Regions from separate parts of the Pan troglodytes genome. Here region 2 is linked to region 1. The links are chromatin contacts, called in public Hi-C maps. All regions are on one chromosome and are shown on one strand. Each heading gives the region's core, a stretch centred on a gene start, on an enhancer-like site or on the middle of the called end of the contact. The rest is flanking DNA. Distances are from core to core; before and after follow the strand shown. Region 1 holds the start of PAX9 (paired box 9). Region 2 holds the start of TTC6 (tetratricopeptide repeat domain 6).

Region 1 (2,700 bases), core at 86-2,585:
GAGATCTGTTCCTTTGCAGAAGCATGGCTGATCATAGTTTTTTCCTGGGTTCTTGCAACTTACTGACCTGAGATCTGGGACCAGTCAGCTTCTCTGGGTGTAGACCGCAGCCACACACATCCCTGGGGACTGTTGGGGAAGCAGCCTGAATCCTGTGTGCACAAGGAGCCTTCTGGATTGTCAAGTAGCAGTAACAGAGTTCACGACCCCAAGCAGTACAAACTCCCAAATTCACGAAAATATTTCTCTTGTCTATTATTTTGATTCACATTCTCCACAACCCTAACTGCAAATATTAATAACTTTGGCTGCAAAAAAGCATACGGTACACTTTAGATTAGACTTACAGTGAATAAAAGTGAAAATTCAGAAGTAGGCAGAACCACAGGGCCTCTGGCAGCTTAACGGAAGACGAGGGAATTACATCCATGTGCAGCGTCGGTGTCCACTGTCTTGGGACTAAGTCTCTTTCATATTTAAACAAAACTCTTTCGAGAGGGCTCGCTGGTTTGGAGAACCCTCACAAACGCTGCCACCGAGGGCCAGGGGCCCAGGACAGTGGCTGAATGTGGCAGAGCCTTGGGCTCCGTAGTGAGTGCCCCACGCACTGGCAATTGGTCGACTTGGGGCTGTGCGCTAGCGTTAGCCGCCTGTGGTTCAGTTCCCCGCACACGGCGTGGCCCGTGCCTCGAGCCTGTGTGGCTAGTGGTTGGCCGGTCCACCTGGACTGGGGGGTCGCCGCAGGAAGCTGGCGGTAGGAGGAACCTCCCTGGCCTTAACAGTGGCCCCCACCTGTGGCTCGGGCTCCCCGCAACCTCCTGGTTTCTTTGGCCGGCCTATCTTCTCACACCTGCGCTCTCGCCACCTGGCATGGACTGAAGTGAGGTAGAATCGGCAGGTGACACAGATCCTCTCCTGACAGTCCCCAGAGGCCCGCATGACAGATTTTGCTAAGACAACTCCCTCACCCCTGTGCACGGTGGCGCCCGCCTCCCACCTATAGCCTTAACTTCAATTCTGAGATGTCCATCGTTCCCCGGAGGAGGTCTCCTCGGGCCCCTTCCCCCTTCGAGTCATTCATATGCAGACCAAACGCTTTCATTTGTTTATTCAGCATTTTACCAGCCTGATTTTGCTGTCTTTTTGTGCCGCTTCTGGGAAGATGTCAAACACCCATTTTCATTGTATTTAGTCACCCAGGTGGGGAGCTAGCCTGAAAGAGACAGCGGAAGGAGTTTCCTGGACTGCGCTGTCGCTCACCGACCCGCACCAATCACCATGCAGCTTGCCCTCGGACCCGCCCCTTTTAGGGCGTGTCCCCAGTGAGTGATAGACGGAGCCGCCCTGCCCTGCTCAGCCCAGCCCACGTTGCTGCTTAGATTGAAATGCAGAACTCAAGCCTCTTTCATCGGGGCACAGACTTCCTTTTACTTCTTCCTTTTGCCCTCTCGCCTCCTCCTCCTGGGAAGAAGCGGAGGGGCCGGCGGTCGGCCGGGATAGCAACAGGCCGGGCCACTGAGGCGGTGCGGAAAGTTTCTGTCTTGGAGTGCGGAACTGGGGCCGGGTTGGTGTACTGCTCGGAGCAATGGGTGAGTGGCGGCGGGAGACTCTGTCAGAGCCGGGAAGGGAGGGAGGGAGCGAGCGGGCAAGGGAGGGAGGGAGGGAGCGCGAGGGCGCGCGCCACTAGGCGCTCACATTCTCTATTGACTTTGCTCGTGTTCCTACAAGTTGTAGAAACACGCTAAGGGTCAGCGGCGCACAGCAGTTCAATGTGAACGCTGGCTACTGGGTGGCTGTTGATGCCATTTTCTGATTTTAAGAGAAGGGAGCTGTGGCATCAGCGAGCCCCTCAGCCCGAGTAGCAAACCAAGTTTTGTTTCACACGCGCGCACACATGCAAACAAAACAGGAAAAGAAAAGAAAACAAACAACAACAAATAAAACACCCTCTAGCTTCCCCTAGACTTTGTTTAACTGGCCGGGTCTCCAGAAGGAACGCTGGGGATGGGATGGGTGGAGAGAGGGAGCGGCTCAAGGACTTTAGTGAGGAGCAGGCGAGAAGGAGCGCGTTCAGGCGTCAAGACCGATTTCTCCCCCTGCTTCGGGAGACTTTTGAACGCTGGGAGAGGCCCGGCATCTCACCACTTTACTTGGCCGTAGGGGCCTCCGGCACGGCAGGAATGAGGGAGGGGGTCCGATTGGACCGTGACGGTTTGGGGCCGTTCGGCTATGTTCAGGGACCATATGGTTTGGGAACAGCCCCAGTCGTTAGTACGGGACGGGTGCGTTCGCCCAGTCCCCGGATGCGTAGGGAGGCCCAGTGGCAGGCGGCTGTCCCAAGCAGCGGGTGCGCGTCCCTGCGCGCTGTGTGTTCATTTTGCAGAGCCAGCCTTCGGGGAGGTGAACCAGCTGGGAGGAGTGTTCGTGAACGGGAGGCCGCTGCCCAACGCCATCCGGCTTCGCATCGTGGAACTGGCCCAACTGGGCATCCGACCGTGTGACATCAGCCGCCAGCTACGGGTCTCGCACGGCTGCGTCAGCAAGATCCTGGCGCGATACAACGAGACGGGCTCGATCTTGCCAGGAGCCATCGGGGGCAGCAAGCCCCGGGTCACTACCCCCACCGTGGTGAAACACATCCGGACCTACAAGCAGAGAGACCCCGGCATCTTCGCCTGGGAGATCCGGGACCGCCTGCTG
Region 2 (2,711 bases), core at 40-2,539, 930 kb after region 1:
CACCCAGCGGTTTTAGAGAAGGAGCACACTTCTCCCCAAATAGGGCTTTTGAAGAACAAGTTTTACAAAATTTAGAAATCGTTTCATTATTGAGACACCCAACTTGGCGGCAGAGCGCTTTAATCAGAAGACGTCTGCGAATTAAACGGTGGGACGAAGAGGTCGCCTTGTGGGTATGCTCCGGCTTTCTCAGAGTTGCTTCCAACTCGCACCGGCGCTCGCCCGCCCGCTGCACCCCGGGCCCGGCTCCTGCTCCCGCTCGCTGCTGGGAAGAGGCAAGCGCTTCCTAGAGCCGCTGTTTTCAAAGCCCGGAGTTTCCTAAAACTCCCTCTCCGGCTGCGAGAGTCGGGACAGAGCAGGGCAGCAGGTCCCGCTTCCAGGCCCGGCCAAGGCCCGGCCGGGGCCACACCGGCGGGCGGGCAGCGGTGGCACCGAGAAGGCGCCCCCGGCCCGCCTGCCTGCCTTGCCTGGCGCCCACCGCTCCCCGGCCTCCCCCGGCACGGGCTCCAGCGGCGCCCCACCGGCCGCCCGCCTCGCCTCGCCTCTCACCTCCTGCGTGTCTGCGTAGTAGCTGTTCCAGTCGCTGGTTTCATGCCCTTCCATCTTCACAGTTCCTAACATCCTGGAGCCACCCTGCCCAATACAACCATCCAGCCCTGTGCGAAGCGACGGGCGGCCGCGCGGCGCGGGGCGGGGGAGGGGAGCTGAGCAGCTGCAGTCACCCGAGCGCCCGCGCGGGCCCAACGCCACCCGGGCGAAGAGGAAGCCCAGAGCTGCGGGGCGCGGCGTGCGCGGCGGCGGCGGCGGCGACGGCGGCGGCGCGGCGGGCGGGGGCAGCGCCGGGGGCAGGCGGCTGCCGCGGAGCGCGGCGCCGGGGAGCGCCTCCGCGGGAAGTGAGCGGGCTGCCTCTGCGAGGCGAGTGCAGTTGAGCTGATGTGGATCTTACGTCGCTTGAGTGCCCACCTCCTCGTCCTCTCCCCATTTGTCCGCCGCACAAAGACGCTCGCACCTACAAAGCCCGAGGTGCACCTGCAAGGCGGCCGCCCGCCAGTCCGGCCGCCGCGCCTCCCGCCCCGCCGCGCCACCGCTGCGCGCGACCCCTCCCCCGCGACCCCTCCCCCAAGCGGGGCCCTCACTTTGTTTGCAAAGCAGTGTAATTGGTTTAGGCCCGGAGGCTAGGGAAAGAGGGAAATGGGGTGGGAGGGGGTGTAACCCCCTTTGGAAAAAGAAAAAATAGGCGGGGCCAGGCGGGCGGGCGGGCTAGGGCTCTGGATCGGAACCTCGCAGCCGGAGAAGGCCGGGGGCGGTGGCGTCGGAGACTGGGCTTAGAGACCTTGTGGGATAACTGACTCCGGGGTCCCTCCCCAGAGGTACACGCCACCTTCCGAGCGCGGGCTGCGGCCCAGTCTCGCGCCCCTCCTGCTCTTTGCTTCCTCCCTCCTGATTCCTGACCCAAAGTTCAACCCCGGGAGACTGGAGAATACAGCCTTTTTTTTTTTCTTTCCTCCTGAGAGCTTCAGACTAGAAAAGGGAAAAAGCCCCACTTTTGCTTCGTCACTAGAAACCGGGTCATCTGAGTCAGCCGAGCCAAGTGACGTTAGGCCGACCCGGGCCCCGGGCTAGCAGAGCGGAGGCGCTGCCACGAAACTCGTACCTGCGGCTAAGAGCAGGTGAGTCACAGCACCGGTTTATATCTTTATGACATAACTTTTTTTTTTTTGTTCCGCCTCGGTCCGCTCCTCTCCCCTTGTCATCTGTAGCGACCACAAAGAGGAAGAAACTGAGAGCAGATGTCTGTGTGATAGGGCAGGCGGACCCAAGTCGGGCCGTCCTCCCTCTGCCGGGCTCCTCCTCCCGCCCCCCTTCAGCCGCTTCAGGGAGTGAGCTGGAGACGACCGTCTGGTTTCTGATAGGAAAAGGTCAGGGGGAGGGGACATCTCCCATAACACGCGCGTTAGCTGGGAGAGCAAAGGCCTGGGCGCGGGAACGCATCTGCACTGCGAAAGAGATGCCAGGCAGAAGCCCGAGACTGCCCGCAGCGGCGCTTGGTCCTGTCTGTGACCCGGAGGGTCCGGGCTGAGATCTCAGGGGCTCGCTTGGTTCCTAATCGGTCCTGGACGTCGGTGGGAGAGTCTTCCCAACGCAAAGTCTCTTTACTCTCATGAGGCCCTGGGTGGTGGTTGCCCACTTGTCCTGGGAGAGAGAACAGCTGAAGTGACCGGGTGATAGGCAATTAGTTGGTGATAGATTGGGAGATGGTGCGTGTGTTTCTGAGTGTGTGACCGTTTGTATATTTCTGAGCATGTGTGACTGAGTGTGTGTGTTTCTGAGTGTCTGTGACCGTGTGTTTGTTGTACTGCCTGTAGAACCATTAGGTTTCCTTAAGTAACAATAAAATAAAATCTAAAGTAATTAAGAATCCGCAAAATCTTCTTGTTTTGCAAAGTTTTTAAAATGTTATTAATCTCATTTTAAGAAATGTGTTTTAACTTGTCTTCCAAACAGATACCTTTTTCCCTGTGCTTTGTTCTTTTAAATCTCTTTTACTTGAAATCTGGCAAGAGAATCACTTTAAATCCCTGAACCAAACAAATCTCTTAAGTCAGCAGGGGAGCAGAGAGGGTGAAGATGTGCAGTTAAGGAAATAAAAAAAGATAAAAGCATTGGATTACTTTTTTTTTTTTTACAAAAAGGGTGGGGGGGGGGTAGAA

Evidence for each region. Hi-C and Micro-C count contacts between places; a contact is called where the count stands out from the background.
Region 2: a contact with region 1 is called in a Hi-C map of induced pluripotent stem cells, with 5 times the contacts expected there. The contact joins the promoter of TTC6 here to the promoter of PAX9 in region 1. A contact is called at or near these places in 3 of 7 Hi-C or Micro-C datasets (induced pluripotent stem cells and stem cell-derived neural progenitor cells).

What each region holds. Positions count from the first base shown.
Region 1 is chr15:34,891,052-34,893,751 of NHGRI_mPanTro3-v2.0_pri, forward strand. It overlaps PAX9 (paired box 9), which reads left to right and starts at 1,336. Exons shown (of 5, transcript XM_063792837.1): 1 at 1,336-1,589; 2 at 2,384-2,700. The coding sequence starts at 1,586.
Region 2 is chr15:35,825,632-35,828,342 of NHGRI_mPanTro3-v2.0_pri, forward strand. TTC6 (tetratricopeptide repeat domain 6) reads left to right here and starts at 1,290. Exons shown (of 33, transcript XM_054665996.2): 1 at 1,290-1,670. It overlaps FOXA1 (forkhead box A1), which reads right to left and starts at 937. Exons shown (of 2, transcript XM_001144389.8): 1 at 550-937. The coding sequence starts at 621.